Linked DNA regions of Mus musculus: all the other regions are linked to region 1. The links are chromatin contacts, called in public HiChIP or PLAC-seq and capture Hi-C maps. All regions are on one chromosome and are shown on one strand. Each heading gives the region's core, a stretch centred on a gene start, on an enhancer-like site or on the middle of the called end of the contact. The rest is flanking DNA. Distances are from core to core; before and after follow the strand shown. Region 1 overlaps Alpk3 (alpha-kinase 3). Region 2 has its middle 14 kb from the start of Zscan2. Region 3 overlaps Wdr73 (WD repeat domain 73). Region 4 holds the start of Sec11a (SEC11 homolog A, signal peptidase complex subunit).

The links. HiChIP or PLAC-seq counts read pairs in DNA pulled down with a chosen protein or histone mark. Capture Hi-C pulls out chosen DNA fragments and counts their contacts.
Region 2: an H3K27ac HiChIP or PLAC-seq map of embryonic stem cells shows a contact between it and region 1, with 8 read pairs. The contact joins two enhancer-like sites. A contact is called at or near these places in 1 of 39 promoter capture datasets (liver), 2 of 15 datasets of contacts at CTCF or cohesin (the G1E-ER4 cell line and large pre-B cells), 4 of 115 datasets of contacts at active chromatin or transcription factors (bone marrow-derived macrophages, double positive thymocytes and embryonic stem cells) and 1 of 9 other capture datasets (adipose tissue).
Region 3: a contact with region 1 is called in a capture Hi-C map of embryonic stem cells, with 3 times the contacts expected there. The contact joins two enhancer-like sites. A contact is called at or near these places in 5 of 39 promoter capture datasets (embryonic stem cells, pre-B cells, stem cell-derived epiblast-like cells and 1 more), 2 of 15 datasets of contacts at CTCF or cohesin (embryonic stem cells and large pre-B cells), 9 of 484 Hi-C or Micro-C datasets (the C10 cell line, the G1E-ER4 cell line, the HL-1 cell line and 4 more), 7 of 115 datasets of contacts at active chromatin or transcription factors (embryonic stem cells, fetal liver and stem cell-derived neural progenitor cells) and 3 of 9 other capture datasets (adipose tissue, embryonic stem cells and liver).
Region 4: an H3K27ac HiChIP or PLAC-seq map of embryonic stem cells shows a contact between it and region 1, with 8 read pairs. The contact joins the promoter of Sec11a here to the enhancer-like site in region 1. A contact is called at or near these places in 2 of 39 promoter capture datasets (the HPC-7 cell line and trophoblast stem cells), 1 of 484 Hi-C or Micro-C datasets (bone marrow-derived macrophages), 5 of 115 datasets of contacts at active chromatin or transcription factors (T-cell acute lymphoblastic leukemia, bone marrow-derived macrophages, embryonic stem cells and 1 more) and 2 of 9 other capture datasets (adipose tissue and pancreatic islet).

The regions. Positions count from the first base shown.
Region 1 is chr7:81,091,476-81,096,720 of GRCm38.p6, forward strand. Alpk3 (alpha-kinase 3) reads left to right here. Exons shown (of 14, transcript NM_054085.2): 6 at 672-2,709; 7 at 3,432-3,579; 8 at 3,927-4,054; 9 at 4,183-4,218. The region is part of intron 2 of Gm51490 (a long non-coding RNA gene); the gene reads right to left. Among named protein-coding and RNA genes, the nearest start is that of Gm51490, 18 kb to the right of the region's middle. Within about 2 kb of position 3,071, at least 9 of the 459 cell types and tissues checked have an H3K27ac peak or open chromatin away from gene starts, as enhancers often do. A contact at or near this core is called in embryonic stem cells, where this site is marked.
Region 2 is chr7:80,843,982-80,849,226 of GRCm38.p6, forward strand. No RefSeq gene overlaps it. Among named protein-coding and RNA genes, the nearest start is that of Zscan2, 14 kb to the right of the region's middle. Within about 2 kb of position 2,935, at least 50 of the 459 cell types and tissues checked have an H3K27ac peak or open chromatin away from gene starts, as enhancers often do. A contact at or near this core is called in embryonic stem cells, where this site is marked.
Region 3 is chr7:80,886,874-80,892,118 of GRCm38.p6, forward strand. It overlaps Wdr73 (WD repeat domain 73), which reads right to left. Exons shown (of 8, transcript NM_028026.2): 8 at 3,850-5,036. The coding sequence ends at 4,804. Among named protein-coding and RNA genes, the nearest start is that of Gm32112, 3.9 kb to the right of the region's middle. Within about 2 kb of position 2,523, at least 248 of the 459 cell types and tissues checked have an H3K27ac peak or open chromatin away from gene starts, as enhancers often do. A contact at or near this core is called in embryonic stem cells, where this site is marked.
Region 4 is chr7:80,945,112-80,950,356 of GRCm38.p6, forward strand. It overlaps Sec11a (SEC11 homolog A, signal peptidase complex subunit), which reads right to left and starts at 2,439. Exons shown (of 6, transcript NM_019951.1): 1 at 2,291-2,439. The coding sequence starts at 2,341.

The sequences.
Region 1 (5,245 bases), core at 1,821-4,320:
TACTGTAATTCTAAGTCAGGTGTTACATTCAAGAAGGACTAGTCAGCCTGGTGGTTTGTGCCTGTAATCCCAGCACTCAGGAGGTTGAGGGAGGAGGATCAATAGATAGATCAAGGCCTACCTCAGCTACAGAGTGAGTTTGAGGCTAGCCTGTGCTGCATATAACCCTGTTTGAACCCCCTGCTCTCTACCTTCCAAATGGAAGGAAGGAAGGAAGGTAGGAAGGAAGGAAGGAAGGAAGGAAGGAAGGAAGGAAGGAAGGAAGGAGAGAGAGAGGGATGGAGAGAGGGAAGAAAGACAGACAGATGTGGGGAGGTTAAGATGCAAATGGAGGTTCTGGGAGCACTGGGGCAAAGACAATATCTTCCAAGTGATAGAGGGATCAGTTGGCAGGGTCGGTCACAAAGAGTCTTTCAAGATTGGCAGGTTTCTTCAGGAAGAGGTCAGACGGCCAGACGGGCCTGGGTTCTAGATATTCTTTAATCGAGTTTCTGGGATCAAGACTGAAGCTTTGGGTTCTTTTGGGTTCTCAGCGTGTCTGGGCCATGGACTGGGTAGCGGCAAGATTCCCTGCAGAGCAGTTCTGGATGAGATCAGAGAAAGCTGGGATGCCAGCTGCACAGAGACCAACACGTGTCGTTAAGACTGTGCTTTTGGCCATGTGTTTTTAGGCTCTGGAGTCCCCAGCAACCGTGGCTCCCACCAAGTCTGCCAACAGCAGCTCCGATACCGTCTCTGTTGATCACGACAGCTCTGGAAATCAAGGGGCCACGGAGCCCATGGATACAGAAACTCAGGAAGATGGAAGGACACTTGTGGATGGGAGAACTGGAAGCAGGAAGAAAACACACACAGATGGAAAGCTGCAAGTGGATGGGAGGACTCAGGGAGACGGAGCACAAGACAGAGCACACGCTTCGCCAAGGACACAGGCAGGTGAGAAGGCACCGACGGACGTTGTGACACAAGGAAGTGAGAGGCCACAGTCAGACAGGAGTTCATGGAAGAATTTGGTGACACAGAGAAGAGTGGATATGCAGGTAGGACAGATGCAGGCAGGTGAGAGGTGGCAGCAAGACCCTGGAGACGCAAGGATACAGGAGGAAGAAAAAGAGACACAGTCAGCAGCAGGCAGCATTCCTGTAGCTTTCGAAACCCAATCAGAGCAGTTGTCCATGGCCAGCCTCAGCTCACTTCCTGGAGCTCTCAAAGGCTCACCATCAGGATGCCCTAGAGAGTCCCAGGCTATAGAATGTTTTGAGAAGAGCACAGAGGCACCCTGTGTCCAAGAAAGATCTGACTTGATGCTGCGGTCTGAAGAGGCAGCCTTCAGAAGCCATGAGGATGGGCTGCTAGGCCCCCCATCAGGGAACCGTACCTACCCAACACAGTTGCCTCCCGAGGGGCACTCAGAGCATTTGGGAGGACAAACACATCAAAGGTCAGAGCAAGAGGACAGCCTGTCTCAGTGCCCCAAGAAGGAGCAGCCCCAGGAACCGCTTCATGTGGGTCTCTCTGGTGGGCATTCAACTGGCTTGAGTCAGGAGGTGCCTGCCATGCCTTCTCTTCCTGGGACGGGCCTAACCAGTAGTCTGCAGGAGGAGCTACCAGGCACCGCAGCTTCTCTGCACACAAACACAGATGTCCCCCTCCCCTCCAGGGACCAGGACTTTCCGAGTTCTGCTCCCACTCTGCAATTGGGGCCAGGGTCCCCCACTCAGAGTCACCCACCAGAAGCCATGGCTACTAGCAGTGAGGGAGCCTGTGCCAAGGAGCCAAATGTGGACGGGAGGTCCTCAGGTACCCGGAGCTGTGACCCTGGCCTTATAGATTCCCTGAAGAACTACTTGCTTCTGCTGCTGAAGCTATCCAGTCCAGAGACAAGTGAAGCCAGGGCCGAGTCCCAGGAAGTGGCAGACACCGGGGGCTTAACCTCCTCCTCTACTCTGGTCCCCACCATGGAGGTGGCTGGGCTGAGTCCCAGGACGTCGAGGCGAATCCTGGAACGCGTGGAGAACAATCACTTAGTGCAGAGTGCACAGACCCTGTTGCTGAGCCCCTGCACCTCCCGCCGCCTTACTGGCCTTCTGGACCGTGAGGTACAGGCTGGCCAGCAGGCTCTGGCTGCTGCCCAGTGCTCTCGGGGCCCGTGCCCCACCCCCCTCACCATCCCTGCCATTGTGGTGGGTGAGGAAGGATCTGCGGGAGAGGATTCCGAGGAGAGGACTTCGCAGGAAAGTGACAAGAAGGGACTGCTAGGGGAAGTGGAGGGGCACACAGTGGAAAGCAGAACCCAGGAGCCCTGCCAAGAAGAAGCAATGCCAGGGGAGGCTTTGACGGGTCTCCCTGCAGCTACACCCGAGGAACTGGCTCTGGGGGCCCGGAGGAAGAGGTTCCTCCCTAAGGTCAGAGCAGGGTCAGATGGAGAGGCAAACAAGGCTGAAGAAAGGGAGAGCCCCACGGTTTCCCCCCGGGGACCCAGGAAGGGCCTGACACCTGGGTCACCAGGGACTCCAGGGCGGGAGAGACGGTCCCCTACCCAGGCCCGAAAAGCCAGCATGTTAGAGGTGCCTGGCGCAGAAGAAGAGCCTGCAACTGGAGACTTGGTCTCCAGATCCAAAGACAGTGGCCTGGACTCAGAGCCTGCGGTGGATGAAGGCAAGCAGGAAGCTCTGGCCAAGCAAAGGAAAGCTAAGGACCTGCTAAAAGGTGAGTGCCAGGAGCGGGGCAGGGGAAGCTGTCAACACAGGGCCCTACTGTGAGTACCACCCTGTGAGGGGCACCTCCCTGCTAAGAGGCAGTAGTTCCTTGAGAAACAGCACTGCAGGAGCTATCTGAGGGGCCTAGAGCGCCAGGAAGGGAGGTGACAGTGACGGGGCACTGTCAGGGGTAAAGGCCAGGGAGAGATCTAGTGAAGGGAGGGCCAGGTATTGTTGGACCTTCTTTGCTCTCAGCATTCCAGAAACTAAGGCAGGAGGCTGAAAGTTCAAGGTCAGCTTGTACTACTCAGGGAGACCCTGTCTGAAAACCAGATCAAACAGGAACAAAGCATGCAAACAAAGGCCCAGCTCAGCACAGGCCTTGGCTTCAGGGGCCTCCGGGGCCCCACCATCACCTCTGCCTTTATGGACTTGTTCCATGGTGATCCCACAGCCAAGATAAGACTCAGAGGCAGGTTCAGAGAGAATGCAACAGCCAATGCAAAAGCCTCTCTTGACTGCTTGTCTCTGTGAACGTGCTTAGCCTTGAGTCCCTATGTCCTGTCTCCCTGCCTCCCACCCTGGTTAAGGTACGTGCTCTCCAGCACAAGCACCTTATAATGCTCAGGCTGTTCCCTAAGGATACCCAAGGATGCAATGGGTGTGACCCGAGAGGGCAAGGGTGGTAGGAGTCGGTCGGCTTCTGTCTTGTAACAGGGCTCCTGTTCTCAGCCCCACAGGTGATCCGGAAAATTCGGGTGGAACAGTTTCCAGATTCTTCTGGTAGTCTGAAGCTTTGGTGCCAGTTTTTCAACATTGTTAGTGACTCAGTCTTGACATGGGCGAAGGATCAGCACCCAGTGGGCGAAGTGAACAGGAGGTAAGCTGTCTGGAGAGCACCGCCACCTGCCCGGGCTCCGCAGTTACAGTCATGTTGGGGACTAGCATCTTGAACCCGTCCCCTCATTTTGTCCTCACACTAGTCCCAGTGAGTGAGTCTCTTATTTCAAGTGGAGATCAGAAAATTGAAACTCAGAGGTCTTAAATCATGGGTCTCAAGTCACACAGCAAGTAAGTGTCACCTGTGTGATTGAGGACCGGTTTCTGACCTGGAACCTCTCACCACCTTCCCAGGGCTCCCAGAGCCTGGGTTCCCAGCAGCCTGTGAGAGTTGGGTCGAAGGCCCTGGGTGATGACCCTCACGAGAAGGGTCTCCGCTCTCTGCAGTGCAGGGGACGAGGGGCCAGCGGCTTTGGCCATCGTGCAGGCGTCTCCCACGGACTGTGGTGTGTATCGCTGTACCATCCAAAACGAGCATGGCTCAGCGTCCACTGACTTCTGCCTCAGCCCCGAGGGTGAGTGTTCTGTGGATCTCAGCTGGCCTGGCCTTGCATTGTGGGAGGCAGCGCTGTGCTGTGCAGGGATGGGGCTCTGCCCAAATAGACAGCCTGAAGACAGTAGCACTCTCTTTTTCTCCACATAGTATTGTCCGGCTTCATCTCCAGAGAGGAAGGTGAAGGTATGTTGGCCCTCTGGTAGGGGGGCATGTCTTCATGCCGTGGCCCACCCTTGGCAGGGTTTCTGTCCTTAGGGGCATACAATCCTCCCTAAGTCTGCATGCTGTTCCTCTTTGCTGCCAGTTTAAGACATGGCTTGTGGGGGGTGATGGAGGGCTGGTGTTTCTAAAGACTGTGGAGGGAGATGAGCTGGGGTGGGGGTAGGGTGGGGTGTGGGGTCACTTAGCAGGAGTCAATGCAGCCCTCTGTCCCCTTCAGAGTCCTTGAAGGACATGACAACCACCAAGACCAAGACCCAGAATTTCTCCCAGTGCCCTGTGGACTTGGGCGTTAGAGCCACAGATAGTCTGCTGCGAGCCCAACGGCTTCTCAGCCCCTTGTTCAAGCATCCTGAATGCCTAGGAAAGAAATATGCATTTCCCACAGCTCTTTGGAGATTGTGAGATACATACCCTCAAGTTGGCTGTTTGCTTCAGGACATTTCACTGTGTAGCCTGAGCTGCCCTGGAACCCATTATGCAGACCCGGTTGGTCTCAAACTCACAGAGATCCACCTGCCTCTGCCTCCTAAATTCTGAGATTAAATGTGTGTGCCACCATGCCTGGTTATCCCCAGCATTTGACAAGCACTTCAAGGGTTTCCCTGTTGGAGGAGAGTGCTGTAAAGTCTCTGTGTTCAGTTGTCTGGTTGCATTTAATCTCTATCGAACTGAACCACATCCGGGCTAGGTACGGACGTGCATGCCTGTAATCCCAGCACTTTGAGCCAGAATCTAGAGAATTATCATAAATTTCAGGCCAGTATGATCTGCGTAGTGAATTCCAACCCATCCTGGACTATAGAATGAGACCCTGTCTCAACAACAACAAAGTCAAAGAAACTAAAACCTCAACCAAATTAAGAACTTAGGAATTCTTTAATATCATCCAGTGTTCACATTCCCCAGCTGTGTCCGTGAGTTGGCTTGAATCAGCAACCACTGTTAATTTGTCTCCTGTGTTGTCTAATGTACTGTTCCTCCCCCTTGT
Region 2 (5,245 bases), core at 1,685-4,184, 250 kb before region 1:
CTTTTATACCATTCTAGGCACATGCAAAGAATAGGGTCAGTTCTAGGTCAAAGACAAAGTAGTCAAGGAACAAACAAGGCATAAACAAAGGTCCCATGATTACAGTATTCAGGGACTTAACAAGACAGTCAGGATACAAAGAACTCATTCCTCAGCTGTATGCATTTGAGTCTACTTCCTTGTCCTAGCCCAATGTCAAATTCCTGCCAATATCCTTGAAGCGGCTCCAAGAGCTCTGGAACCAAGAGCTAGGGTTTCTATTGCTGTATAGGGACATCAATGACCACGGCAACTCTTATAAAAAAATATTTAATTGGGGCTGGTTTATAGTTTCAAAGGTTTAGTCCAATATCATCACGACTTGATACGAGAGAAGGAGCTGAGAGTTCTACGTCCTGATCCGAAGGAAGCAGGAGACTGTGTGCTACATTGAGCAAAGTTTGAGCATAAAAGACCTAAAAGCCCACCCCACAGTGACACAGTTCCTCCAACAAGGCCACACCTCCTAACAGTGCCATTCCCTACAGGAATCTACACAAACCTATGGGGGCCATTCCTGAAGTGGAAACTCAATGGTCCTTTGGAAAGTCAGTTGTGTTGGATGGTGCAAATACGTGAAGGAATGTTTTCCCAAAGTGGACACGGGTGAAAGGCTAAGGCAGACTTGTGAAGGAATGTTTCACTGAAAAGATGTTCTGCTAACGAAAGCACGTGAAAGGACGCGTGATGAAGGATTCTTTGCTAAGGACATGCGTGTATTGGTCCACCTCACATCTCTTACTGAGCTCCACATGTTGAGATTCCATAGACAGGAGTGCACCAAAAAAGTTCTGGTGGTGTGCCCCAGCTTCTTGCCACTTCTGCGGACTCAGTCTGACCGGCAGAGTAATGTCAGCTGAGACTGACTCACGTGCTGAGACAAGACGTATGCTGAGGCAAGACCCGTGGAGAAACGTGATATTGGGAGGGTATAGAACCCGTCGGGCATCTTCACTGATCTGCACTTCCTTGAGAGAAGCACAGCTGAGAACTTTGCCTGGCATTCCTTCTGGGTTCCTCCTGCTGACTCCAGCCAAGGCTGAGGCCTGGCTGTCTCTGCTGGGCAATACCACTGCTGCTGATTCCTGTTTGCTCTACCAAACTGGACTGCTTGGTGTTTGTGAGTGGATCAACCTGCTGCTGCTAACCTGTGAACTGAACTGCCAATTTCCAGACAACACAGATGGGAGTTGCTCCAAAGAACCTTTCTGAACAGGTCCACTTCCACGTTTCTTTTCTTTCCCACTACCTCTGGTGGTGGGCGACAAGGGAGGTTAAAGCATTTAAGAACCATCATTAAAAATAGGATTTGAGCCGGGCGGTGGTGGCGCACTCCTTTAATCCCAGCACTCGGGAGGCAGAGGCAGGTGGATTTCTGAGTTCGAGGCCAGCCTGGTCTACAGAGTGAGTTCCAGGATAGCCAGGGCTATAAAGAAAACCAAAAAAAAAAAAAAAAAAAAAAAAAAAAAAAAAAAAAAGGATTTGAAAAAAATTAAAGCTACACATTCCTATTCAAACCAGCACACTGGTGTCATTCACCTGAGGCCACTTTCCGAGGCTGTCCCAGCATTCTGCACAAAGGGTCACAGCTAGGCCTTAGCTAGGCCTTAGCTGAGAACCTCTACTCTAGCTAGGCCACTCTGCAGCTCCCTCCCTCTGCTTTCTTCTCTCTCCCCACCCCCCTCAGTATATTGCCCTCAAACTCTTGGGTGGCCTTTAGGTAGGTGGAACTAGAGACATGTGCTCCTGACTTACTCTGCCCTTTCTCTGATGGTTCTGGACCCTGACTGCCGGGTGCCTGTCTTGCCCTCTCCCATGGCGACTTCGGTGTACTTGTTTGTGATGTTTCTGCCACCCATGGGCCCTTCACTTCCTCAACTCTATGATTTATGCCTCCACAGGACAATCACATCAGAAAACGCTTCCATCTCAGTCCCGCTCCATCCTTACTCCGGCTCTGTGTCCTCCCGGGGCCCAGGAGGGAGCACTGCTTGTCCCCACCACTTCTGTGTTCTTTCTACTCCTCCCCAGCAGTCTGGACTCCGAGGTTTGTTCCTCATCCTGGTTCCTCCTTAGTAGGCGGGGTCTCCCCAAATCACTGTCTAATCCGCGGGTTTCTTTCTCCAAGCAGGGAATTCCCCACATCTCCTCCTTCAGCTTCCAGGCTGTTCGATGTGCTCTGTCTGCTCAGACAAAAAGGTGTGACCGGCTCCACCTCGTTCCAGGCCTGTCCCTTTCCTCCCAGCTGGCTGGCCCGGGGAGTGAGGAGGAGACTGAGGAACTTGCAATGGTTGTAAGCAGGGATCCGAGCCTCGGGCTACTCTGCAGATTCATTTCTTGCCTCTTCCTCTCTGAGATCTGCCTGAAGTCCTGATGTGTGCTTAAGAGCTTCCGCGGCACTGCACAATTTCCTCCGCAAACATTTCAATCTTTAATTTGGAACTTAGCGCCCGAGCACAGGACTTACTCTGGCTTCACACTGGCTCCTCCAAAGGAAGCTAAGGGCGAAGGGAGGGTGGTCATCATAGAAGCAGACAGTCTGTGCATTGTTTACCTGGAAACTTACAAGTGAGTGTAGAAATAATTTTTAAATTCCAAGTTTTCCTTTCCCAGTCTCGGCTCTCAGAGTGATGACTCTGAGACGACTTAGTTATTATTAAATGCCTAGGCCATAAGCTTTGGCTCACTCTCTGACTAGTTCTTACCTTATTTAACCATTTAATCTATTCTATGTCTATCACTTGGTTAGTGATTCGGTACTCACTGGCTCCTTCCTTCTTGTCTCCTCAGAGTCTCTCAGAGTTCCTCCACCTGCTGGTTTACCCCTGTCTCCTCAGTCTGTTTCCCATCTCCTCTTATTCCCCCATGGCTCTCTTTTCTCTTACTATTTCCCAGAATCCTCTGCCTTCCTGCCAATGTCCCGCCTCTTATTTCCTGCCTCAGATCATTGGCCATTGGCTTTTTATTGGCAGGTGGTGCTTTTAAGCGATTCTCTCTACAAACGTTCCCGACTCTCTCTCTTTTTTGTGTATCCAGATACACTTGCCTATGCACTCACTCACAGATGAGGCCAAGGTCAGAGGTCACTGTCAGATGTCATCCTCTACTGCTCCCCACCCTACTTTTAGAGACAGGGTCTCTCCCAGAACCTGGACCTCACCAACTGGCTAGACTGGGCAGCAGACCCCAGGGCTCTTTCTGTCCCGCCTCAATGTTGGGGAGGCAGGCATAGACCATATCTAGTTTTTACATGGGTGCTGGGTCTCAACTCAGGTCCTCCTGCTTGATAGCAAGAATTTGTACTGACTAAGCTGTCTGCTCGTGATTCTAGCTGTTCACTTTATTCTATCAGGGGACAGGGTCTCACAAGGCACCCAAAGCTGGCCTGAAACACCAACTTCTCCCGTCTTAGCAGCAGCAGCAGCTGCTGCTGCTGCTGCTTCTTCTTCTTCTTCTTCTTCTTCTTCTTCTTCTTCTTCTTCTTCTTCTTCTTCTTCTTCTTCTTCTCCTTCTCCTCCTTCTCCTCCTCCTCCTCCTCCTCCTCCTCCTCCTCCTTCTTTTTTTGCTTTTTCGAGACAGGGTTTCTCTGTGCAGTCCTGGCTGTCCTGGAACTCACTCTGTAGACCAGGCTGGCCTCCAACTCAGAAATCTGCCTGGATCTGCCTCCCAAGTGCTGGGATTACAGGCGTGTGCCACCACTGCCCTGCTTCATCTCAGCTTCTGATGGTGTTTATGCTCAGGATGAAAATGAATTCCAAGTAGACGAGAGATGTGCTTATGAATACAGAGCAAACACAGTGCAATGCTAAGGCTCATAACTCCAAAGCACAGTGCTGGTTTTTGCTTTATACTGAGCACTTGAGTTTGGTTACCAATACCTACTTAAAACCTGGGTGCAGATAGGCAATAGTGGTGCACAACTTTAATCCCAGCTCTTGAGAGGTAGAGACAGGCAGATCTCTGAGTTCAAAGCCAGCCTAGTCTATAGAGCAGAGTGAGCGAGTTGCAGGTCAAGGCTACACAGAGAAACCTGTCTCAGAAAACAAACAAAACAAAATAAATATCTGGGTGCAGCAGACATTTGATTCCAGTGCTGAGGAGGTAGACAGAGGAGGTACTTGGGACTTGCTTGCTGGCAAGCCTTTAGCCAAATTGGCAAGCTCCAGGTTTAGTAAGAGACTCAGATCAAAAATTTTAAAACGAAAAGCAATTGAGAAAGGCATCTGACTTCTATCTCTGGCCTACACACACACACACACACACACACACACACACACTCAGGCTAAGTTATTTCTCTGCTGGTGAAATGAGCCAATTCAATCCAGATTAGAGTAAGTAATGGCAGGCTTTTGGGGAAGCCTCTCTCAGGCAAGTTCACTGGTCCCGAGGAAGGAGGTCTTGGGGTGGGAGACAGAGGAGAGGAGGAAGAGACTGAGAAGGAGAAAGGAGAAAGAGCACACACATGCAGGGAGAGGGAAAATGCAGAGAAGGGAGAGAAGAGAGAAACAGGGACCAAAATGTCTGGATTATATAGGAAAGAACCTCTGGGGGAGGGGAAGCCCAACCTCTGGGCTAGAAAGTTCAGGGTAGAGGGCAGGGTTTGCCAAGTAGACTGAGGGATGCTGGGAGAACCTGGAGGCCAGGTCTGCTTTGCTATGTTAACTATGCAACCGAGCTGTTTGTAGTCTGAATCTCAATAACACAAACACACACACAGTGTGTGTGTGTGTGTGTGTGTGTGTGTGTGTGTGTGTATGTGTGTGTAGAGGTAGCTCATTGGTTAAGAGCACTTCTGGACTGCTCTTCCAGAGGTCTTGAGTTCGATTCCCAGCAACCACATGGTGGCTCACAGCCATCTGTAATGGATGCCCTGTTCTGGTGTGTCTGAAGAGCTACAGTGTAATCATACATAAAATAAATAAAACTTAAAAAAAATACACCACATACACACCACACACAAACACACATACATACTACATAAACACACACAGAATAAGGAATTGAATGTTGCTCAATGGTTAATTGTATGGTTGTAATGGTTGTTAGTATTTACAATAGCCCAGACTCATTTGCCAGAACATTCAAAACAGAAACAAATGAACCAAATTAGGGTATGGACTTTTATATGTGATATTTATAGACATATAAAAATGTATGTCTCATTTAGCTATGTAGAACTGAAGATGTAACACCTGTGAGTTACATT
Region 3 (5,245 bases), core at 1,273-3,772, 210 kb before region 1:
GACCCTGAGTTGCTAGTCAGGGGGATAGGTTCTGGGGAAATATTTACCTCCTATCCTGAAATACAGCGCAACCAAGCTCTCCACCAACTACAAGAGCAGGGTGGCTCACAAAGACTATTTATTCGAAGGGGTTTTCTTTACTCCATAGCAAAGGTGTCTTCTTGTCTGTTTCTGTTTGTTTGTTTGTTTGTTTGAGACAGGGTTTCTCTGTGTAACTCTGGCTGTCCTGGAATTCATTCTGTAGACCAGGCTGGCCTCAAACTCAGAAATCTGCCTGCCTCTGCCTCCCAAGTGTTGGGATTAAAGGCGTGCACCATCATGCCTTCTTGTCTCTTTCTAATAACAGCACGGACACAGAGCAGGAAGAGCCCTCGCAGATGAAACTTGTCTGTTGAAAACACCATTTTGTTGGGCTTTGTTGCTTGAGTATTCCAGAAGTTCTTTGAGTTTAAGAATTTAGGGCTGGGGAGATGGCTCAGTGGGTAAAACACTGGGCCACGGAGCCAGGTGTACACAGTGAGAAAAGAACAGAGAACGCCTGTCTCAGGTAAGGCAGAAGGTGAGGACTGCTACCTCGGTGCCCTCTGACCTCCTTATGTGCCCTATGACAAGGCAATTCACATGTGACTGCACGTGCGCGCGCGCACACACACACACACACACACACACACACACACACACACACACTTTCTAAAGAGCTGGGGAGATGGCTCAGAGGGAGGAGAGCTTCTGGCAAACATGTGGCCCTGAGTTTGCCCCCCAGGCACAGTGTGTGCATCTGTAATCCTTGCACCTTTGGCTTGGTGGGAGCAGATGGGAGAATCCCAGAAGCTCAAGGGCCAGGCGGCCTGAGTATACAGCAGTGAACCAGAAGAGAGCCTGCCTCAAACACAGTGGAAGACGGGGACCAGTACCCAAGGTGCCCTGTGCCCTCTGATCTCCACAGGCATGCTTCAGCCTGTGCACATATAAAACACACACACACATCATATAAATAAATGATAAATAATTGGGTTACAAAATGTCTTCATGCTACTTTGTATTTTGAGACAGGAACTTTACTCTGTAGCCCTGACTGGCCCAGCACTCAGTGTGTAGACCACACAGAGGTGTCCACCTGCTGGGATGGAGGGCTAGGCCACCAGGCCTGGCCTCTGAGAGCACTTTAGAAAGCTTCACACCTAACCTGCACACTCCTGGGACATGGTGCTCTACACATTGCTTAGCAGGGGCCGACAGCAGCACTGTCTATAGAGCATCTGGCTTCCTCGGAGACCTGGCTCTATTCAGTTTTCTCTTTCCAGTCCAGTACTTTCAATGGATGGCTATTTGCAGCCTTCGAGACTTCAGAACACCTGTCATTGGAGATCATTTTTTAAAAAAGATTTATTTATTTATTGTATGTATATAAGTACACTGTAGCTGTCTTCAGACACTCCAGAAGAGGGCGCCAGATCTCATTACGGATGGTTGTGAGCCACTATGTGGTTGCTGGGATTTGAACTCAGGACCTTCGGAAGAGCAGTCAGTGCTCTTAACCGCTGAGCCATCTCTCCAGCCCCGGAGATCATTTTTAAAAGGAATATTCCAGAAATTAAGTTAGAATTTTTGTTTCTTCCAAGGGCAGAAAACAAAAGTGGCATAGATTTATTTTAGAATGCCTTTTAAAGATTTTTAAAAAATTATTTATGTGTATGTGTGCACACAGGTGCCTGCAGAGGGCAGAAGAGGGCGGTGGATCCCTCTGGAGTGAGGTACAGACAGGTGTGGGTGCCGGGTCCTCTCCAAGAGCACCAGGAGCTCTTAGCCTCTGAGTCACCTTTCCAGCTCCAAGCCTAAGATTCCTCATCTATTAGACAATCATTCCCATCCCCCCTCTTGTAGCCCTGACCTCAGTGTCCTTGCTGAGTCCCTGGGACTTTGCCTGCTGTAGGTACAGTCCGGTCCAGGCAGGCACCCGCACAATCTGTCCTCTGGGTTGGTTCGTTTCCTGCCATCCATTTTGTCCAAGGACAGCCATGTGTCTGACCAGCTGTGTTCGGCTCTGTGTGTTAAGTGCATCTGTGTCTGCGTGCTCACTCTTCCTGCTGCCTAGCACAATCTAGGACCACCCTCCATGCCCCTGCATGCCTCACTGACAGACCCCAAGCCCGCTTTCTCAGTTGTATTCCCATTTACTCCTAGGGTAGGGGCTCTGTCCTTAACAATGATGTCCCTTCTGCCCGAACACAGGATACAACTCAACTGTCACCTTCCCTGTGCGAGCCTACTCTCTCCAGGCCCGTGTGTGACTGGGCCCATGCTGCAGGCCATGCGCCCCTTCTCTAATGGAGGCCCTATGGATACAGTTCAGCATCTCGTTATAACACCTAGGCTGGTGCGGCATGGCATTCAGGAATGGCTAAGTGAGACAGATGGAGCCTACAGCATCACTGTTTCCACAGCTGCCTCCAAACCCAGCCCCTCTCCCTCTCTCTGGGACAGAGCCTAACAGTCTCCCTCCCACCAGCCGCTGTAAGCATGCCTAGCCCCGCCCCTTTCCCTAGCCTGGGGGTGGGAGGGAGGAGTGAGGGAGGGAACAATGCACTGAATTCTAGCTTGTTTTTGCCTGTGCTCTCCTGACTCCCAGCACACAGACCTGGCTAGGCTAGGTCACAAGATGTAGAACTAAAAAAGAAAACGAAACAGAGCCAGCTACAGACAGTGTCCTAACTCCACTGTCCAGGGACTTGAAGGGAAGGCTCTCACAGTCTTTAAGGCCCACATAGTCCTGGTGTTCTCCTTCAGCTAATGCTTTCCCCACCACCACCATCGGTGGCTTTTCCTCACATAGCTCATCTGAAGGGAAGTCTGTGTCGCCTCTGTGAATCTCTGAGCCCATCCCGATCTCCTGTCACTCTACTTTCTGTAGCAGTTGGCCCTCTTTTCTCTGGGCCTAGGAACTGGGCTCTGGTCAGACAAGACACCTGCAGTTCTTACCTGGAGGCCTCTGGCCCCGACTTCCTGCAGCTGTGAACCTACCTTAGCAAGCTTCCCTTCCTTCACTTCCTCTGCAGCCCCAAACTGCAGCTCAGTCACCCCGTGGGTGTGCGGGTGTGCGTCTGCACTTCCTGGTCGGGCCCTGGCTGATACAGTTCAGCAAAGCACCTTCTACATTCACAACCGACTTCTAAATTACTCAGCTTTCCCAGTGAAATACTAGCGTGCAGCTGGGCTGCTGTAACCCGGATATCTGCTTTGTAATATCTGCCAGCTTCTGAGATGTAAATCCTCCCACCAAGGCCAACTTCAAGCTATCAGTGTGTCACCACTGAACAGAGTAGAGGGAGCCGCGGGGTGAGCTTCGGGGCGGGGGGGCGAGGATGACAGAGGATGCTTCCCAAACTCTGAACGTGATCCTGTTGTGAAGCACCCGGGAGGCAGAAGCAGGCGGATTTCTGAGTTCGAGGCCAGCCTGGTCTACAGAGTGAGTTCCAGGACAGCCAGGGCTACACAGAGAAACCCTGTCTTGAAAAACCAAAAAGGAAAAAAAAAAAAAAAAAAGTGAACAATGGGGGCTGGAGAGATGTCTCAGAGGTTAAGAACACCGACTGCTCTTCCAGAGGTCGTGAGTTCAAATCCTAGCAACCACATGGTGGCTCACAACCATCCGTAATGAGATCTGACTCCCTCTTCTGGTGTGTCTGAAGACAGCTACAGTGTACTTAACTTATAATAATAATAAATCTTTGGGCCAGAGTGAGCGGGGCTGACTGGAGCGAACAGAGGTCCTAAATTCAATTCCCAGCAACCACACGATGGCACACAACCATCTGTACAGCTACAGTGTACTCATACACACAAAATAAATACATCTTAAAAAAATTTATTATAAAAAAAGCTGTTAGACTTTTCTTATCCCCCCATTATTTTTAAGTGCTGTGGACAGAAGTGTGTACCCCTTGCAAATTCATACACTGAAGTCCCTACCCCGAGAGACTAGATTTGGAGAGGGGTCTAGGAACTAAGGCTAAACAAGGTCATAAGGAAGGGACCCTTATCCACCAGAGTGGAAGACAGAGCTTACTCCAGTCAGCATGCAGAGGTCACGTGTGCACGAGGAAAGCAAGGTGCATCCTTTAGCAAAGCAGAGGCCTCGGGATGACTCCACCTTCCCAGCACTTCTTGGTGCCTATACTCATGAGTGTGCACACCCAAGCACGTGCACCCTCGTGCAAGTAATGAACACGAACACACACACACACACACACACACACACACACACACACACACACACACACAAAATAGGAAGAAGTAAAAGAAAGCAGTTGGGGCATAACTCAGAACAGTAGGCTCAGTCCAGTCCAGTCTTGTGTACAAAAACTAAGTAAATTGCTAATTGCTTCTTACTTGTATTCTTTTTGATGTTTATTGGCCCTGAGACATCGATTCCTTCTGTGAGAAAGTTCACACCCACATTCACACTCCAGCTCTCCTGATTCTCACCATGATGCTGTGAAGACAGGAACACAGCCTGCTGCTATACACCTGGAGACGCAGGGCTCCTAGAGGCAATGGTCGCTTCCAGCCATGTTATGCCGTGCGCCCTACCAACTGTTCTCAGGTAATTTTCTTGTGATGCTCCCCACAGCACTAGGTGGTACCTACTACACCTTCATTTTACAGGTAAGAAAAAGGGACAAGAAGGGCAGGCTAGCTTGCCTGAAGCCAACGGCTGTGGTAGAGCTGTGTTCACTCACAGTCCATGTCAGCCTCTCAAACAACTCCTCTTCTCAGAGGCCCATGAGGGCAGCTGCTGTGTCATCAGGAGGCCTGGAGGTCCACCCAGTCCCACACATGCAGAGAAGAATCACTTGCTGCTGATAACAAAGTTCTGGGTTTGCGAGGGTGCCAGGTATGGGTGGTGACCAGAGGAGCAGAGTCTACGTCATTTCCATCCAGGAAGATGTGGCCTTTGTGAGTGAAGAGAGGCTCCGCTTGGGTTTTCTTTCCATCCCATGATGTGACATCATAGATTTGTACTGTCCCATCAAAGCCTGGAGAAGAACGTGCAAAGAGAGGTGTGACCCTACTCTTCCTTGGAGGACTTCCTCTATCACAAGACACTCAGAGGCCAGCCACCGAGAAGGCTGCGGCTGCAGCGGTGTGGGGATGTGTCCGCATCGTATGGGGTAGTTGTACAGGCCTGAGGTGCTTGTGTGGAATCAGTGAGGTAACCTTAGGTACCATTGTCCAGGCACAGTGT
Region 4 (5,245 bases), core at 1,189-3,688, 150 kb before region 1:
AACTGGTGAAGGCGCTGTGCCAAGCCTGATGACCTGAGTTCAATCCCTGAGTCCCTGGCAGAAAGAGCTGATTCTGCCAAGTCAATCTCTAACTTCCACGCGTTCACCATGGCACACTCACACCCATACACACATATGCACACACAAAATAAATATACTCTAAAAGGGAGCTCAAGGACCAGCTACTCTGGGGTACTCAAAATGGCAGGAACAAGTGAGACCCTGCCTCAAGAAGGTGGTAGAAGAGAACCAACTACCACAAGTTGTCCATTGTCACATGCAGTCTGTAGCTCTGCATACCCATATTCACACACACTCAATAATAACAAAAAATAAGTAAAGGGCAGGAGACACAGCTTGGCAGTTGAGAGCACTTGCTCCTCTTGCAAAAGATCTAGCTTTGGTTTTCAGTGTCCACATGGCGGCTCACAACTGTGAGGCCAGCTCCACAGGGCCCAGTGCCGCCTTCTGGCCTCACCCGCAGCAGACACACACATGGTGAACATGCACACTTCTTAAAAGTAAAGAATTTTAAAAACAAGGGTTACAGGTATAATTTACTGGAAGAGCACATGCTTAGAAACTGAAAGACCAGGTTGGGGTTGGGGAGGTAGTTGGCTGCATATGCTTTTAAATTCTAGCACTCGGGAGGCAGAGACAGGCAGAGTGCCAGGCTGGCCTGGTCTACAGAATAAGTTCAAGAACAGGACGAGAAACCCTGTCTCAAAACAAACAAAGAACATGAAAGGCCCTGAGTATGATCACCAGCAATACACATACACAAAATTTCTGGGAATGGAATAAGAGAGGATGGTGTCACCAATATGCCTTCAATCCCAGTATTTGGGAGGCAGAGGCAGAGAGAGGCTGAGGCAGAGGCAGGTGGATCTCTGATTTCCAAACCAGCCTCATCTACATGTGAGGCCTTATCTAAAAAAAAAAAAAAAAAAAGGAGGAGAAGGAGGAGGAGGAGGAGGAGAAAGAAAGGAAGGAAGGAAGAAAAGGTCTTTCCAGATGGAGGATACATGTGCTCAGTGACAGATCACTTGCCTAGTGCTAGGAATGATTTTCAGCACATTTGAAAAACAATCAAACAAACTTAAAAAAGAAAATACGGTTATTTACCCTGACTCAAGATGCGAAGGCAGGAGTCCAGCTCAAAGCCAGCTTGGGCTACACGGTGAGTTCCAGGCAACAGGGCAGAGTCATACCAGCCAGTGATGCCATGTTGTGACATATATCTATAAATCTACCTCTCATGAGGCTGAGGCAGGAGGACTACATAGCAAGACTCTGTCTCGAAATAAAGTAATAAAAATAAGGTCTTTCAAAACTAGAAGCGCGGTTCTGGTAGCCTGTGATGAATGCAAGGCCCTGGTATTGATCCCCATCACCGAAATAGGAGTCCATACAGAAGACAGTTAAGTGACAGCTACTCCTTAAAGCTGTTCTGACTGGAATGTCTCACAATTTTGTATGTATGTCTAAGAAGAGACGGACCTACTTTTCTATGTAATAATTATAAACAGGGCAAAACAAAGTCCTGTTCCAAAATAAACCAAATCTTTAAATGAGACAATTCTTAATACCAAAATACGAGGGGGGTAGGGAGGCAGGGAAAAGGTCAATTGCTACCAGAACATTCGGTTCAGGAGACAAAAAGGTGACCGTGTTCTCAGTACCTTCTAACACATGAGCTAGAAGACAGCAAGACTGAAGGATAAAATCTGATTTAAGTTTCAAGATTTCTGTTCCACTGACATCTATCATCAAAGATTCAGTGGACTGTCACCTTTCTGCCAAGGAAACTGGCACACAAGTGGTATAACAGATTCAACTCCGAGCTTAGAGTGACCCTAGTTAAAATGGATGAAGCTCACTGAGGTCTAGCTGGGCTGAAAGGTGGCTACACAATGAAAGCAACACAACGGCTCCTGTGGGACCTGTAATGGCTTTCCCCAGAGCCCCACCAGAAACGGTTAAGTCTGCCGCTTTACAGTGTCCCAAACTCCCACTTACAAAGCGCCCTATAGTTTTCACTTACTCCCCTGCCTCCTCGGGGGGAAGGGATCGCAAAGGTTCTCTCCTTCCCTCTCGGTCCCCCGAATCTGGTGCTATGAATGGGGGCAAAGAGGTCTTGGCTACCTACAGTCTGCAAAGAAAGAAATGATCCATACAGGCAACCGACCCACGCAGGCCCTCAATCCCGCCCAGAGATCCGCGGGGCGCCCCGCAACGGCAAAGAGACCAGAGGAACCCTGGCAGAGAGAGAGAGGGCGGCCCGTCTCACCTGCCTCTTGTTCATCCGCCGCACATCGTCTAGAAAGTCTAGAGACAGCATGGTGAGATGGAGAGCGCGACAACTAGCAGCCAAGAGGGCGCGATAGAACCACCAAGAGGGACCGCTGCAACACGGGCCGGGCTCACCGTGGACAGAACCCCCTGATGCCTGCACTTCCGCTTCCGGGGCGGGAGCAGGCGAAGCTCCTCCCTTCTGAGCAGAGAATGGACAAAGAATGACTTGTGAGCCCCCTAGAACAGCCCAGGGCCTGGCCTTGTCAAAAAAGGACCGTAGCCTTCTCCGGCCGAGAACCGGCTGAAGGCTGCTTTCTGTGCTCAGCCCGCGCGGCGGCTCCCGAAGACAGTGACCCTAGGTTAGCTAAGCCCACAGCGTGCGGAAGGCGGGCCCTTGGACAGGCCTGGCCAATCGGAAGCCGAGTCTGCGCCAGCGCGAAGTCGGTGTCTTCCTGCGTGCTGCTGGGGCACGGGTGTGGCTCGGGACGTGGTGCCTTGCTGTTTGTTCTCAGGTGGAGCACGCTGCGGTTCGCTACCGGAAGCTGTGTGTGTCTTTTAAAGCATTGTATACACACACACACACACACACACACACACACACACACACACACACACACGCCAATTGATCACAAGATGCCTTAGTGTCATGAGGGCACTGGTGGTGCAGGTGGCCAGGAAGACCCGTCTCAGTTTTGACCTTTACCAACAGTGATTTGCTTTGTCTCCTGACACTTGGATGTGAGCCATTTATTTGACCCGCAAATTTTCACAGGGGCGGGGATTAGAAGTGACATCATTGCCATGGGGTTTCTTTTGGTGGGTGATAGATGTACAACTCCATGTATATACTAAAACCATTGAATTGTGCGCCTTAGTGGACTGTATGGTATGTGAATTATAGCACAATAAAGTAGGTGTGAGAATGGAAAGGAAACCGCTGATGTCTTGTTCACTGTTAAATTCCCAGTGGTGGCCGCACAGCTGGCATGTATAAGGCACAAAATCAGTACTTGAATTTAAAGAGAGGAAAGAGAGAAAGACTATCTTCAACTATTAGTAGAAACCTTACATTTACTGAGATGGGATAGGAAATGTTTAGAATTTCCAAGTTAGAAAGTTTTATAAAAGAAAATACATAGAAACCCCCATGGGGTGCCCCATAGGTATCCCAGCTTCCGTGACAGTACCAGATATGTGTATCAGAATGACTTCTTCATTAATAACTGTTGATGTGGTTCTCGATCTAAATTCTGGCTAGTAGAAACCTTCACATAAGCTTGTCAGTGTTAAATTCAACCTAAGTTCAAATTAAGTGGGAATGAGCTTTGACCCTGTATTTTGTGCCTTGAAGAGCCCCAAGAGCAGCTCAAAATCCTGTGGGTCCAAAAAAGGTGAATAAGCTATTTAGTTGGGAAGCTTTAAAAGCATCTCGTACAAGTGGGTGATGGGGGGAAGACAGGTAGATCTCTGCAAGTTCGAGGCCAGCCTGGTCTAAATAGTGAATTCCAGGACAGCCAGAGATTCATAATAGAGAGATGCTACCAAAAAAAAAAAAAAAAAAAAAAAAAGCTGGGCATAGTAGCATAGATTTGTAATGTCAGTGCTGGGAGGCAGAGACAGACAGATCCCTGGCACTGGCTGCTCTTCCAGAGAACTCCAGTACAATTCCTAGCACCCATTTTTAGTAGCTAACCTGTAACTCCAGCTCCAAGGGATCTGGCACCCTCTTCTGGACTCTATGGACACATATTCATATGCACACACCCATGCCCAGGCACACACACAAAAACATAATTTTAAAATTGCAAAAATAAAATCTCTAAATTTTTCTAATAAGTAAACAACAGCTGAGTCACAATACCAGAAGTTGTCCTCTGGCCTCCACAGGCATGCGAACACACACATGCACGAGAGTGTGCATCCATGCACACACACATACACACATGCACTTACACACAAACCATTTAGGTTGTTGCTAGAACAGATGGTACATGCCTGTGATCCCAGCACTTGGAAACTTTAAGCCCTCCTGGGTTTTTGTGGGGTTTTTTTGGATTGTTTTGTGTTTGTTTCTGTCCAGTTCCAGCTGACTTGGAATGTACTCTGTAGGCCAGACTGATCTCAAACTCACAAGAAGCCTCTAGCTTTAGCTTCCTGAGGGCTGGGATCACAACTGGCCAAAATGTATTTTCTTTTTTTCAGATTGTATTGCTGCTACAGTTTATCTAAATACATACCCAATAGAGAGAATGCAGTTGATGTTGGGCTGTTGTCAAGGCTCAAAACATGAATTCGATACCCAGGATCCACACAGCAGAAGAAGAGAACGGACTCCCCAAAACTGCTCTTTGACCTCCACACATTAACCGTGCCACACATGCGCTCACACATGATAAATGCAGTGATTTTTTTTTTTTTTTGATTTTTCGAGACAGGGTTCCTCTGTGTAGCCCTGGCTGTCCTGGAACTCACTTTGTAGACCAGGCTGGCCTTGAACTCAGAAATCTGCCTGCCTCTGACTCCTGAGTGCTGGGATTAAAGGCGTGTGCCACCATGCCCGGCAAATGCAGTAATTTTTAAAGAATATAGTTAATGCAATGTGTTTTTTCATGTACGTTACATGCTAAACTTGGCATTTATTGTTATACTGACAACCAACGCACAAACGTGGGTTGGGAGCTTAGACAAGTTGTACAAAACATAAGCCAGGGTATTGGATGCTGCTTTTAGTTATGTTGATTGCTTTGGTTTTTTTGTTTGTGTTTTGAGACTGACCTCATTGATTTTCTCTGACTAACCTGGAACTCTCTAGATGTGTAGACCAGGCTAGCCTTGAACTCATAGAGATCTGCCTGCGTCTGTCTTTTAAGTGCTTGGATTAAAGGTATGCACTACCATGCCCACAAGCACCTGGCTCTTTAAAAATCACATTGATTGATTGATTGATTGA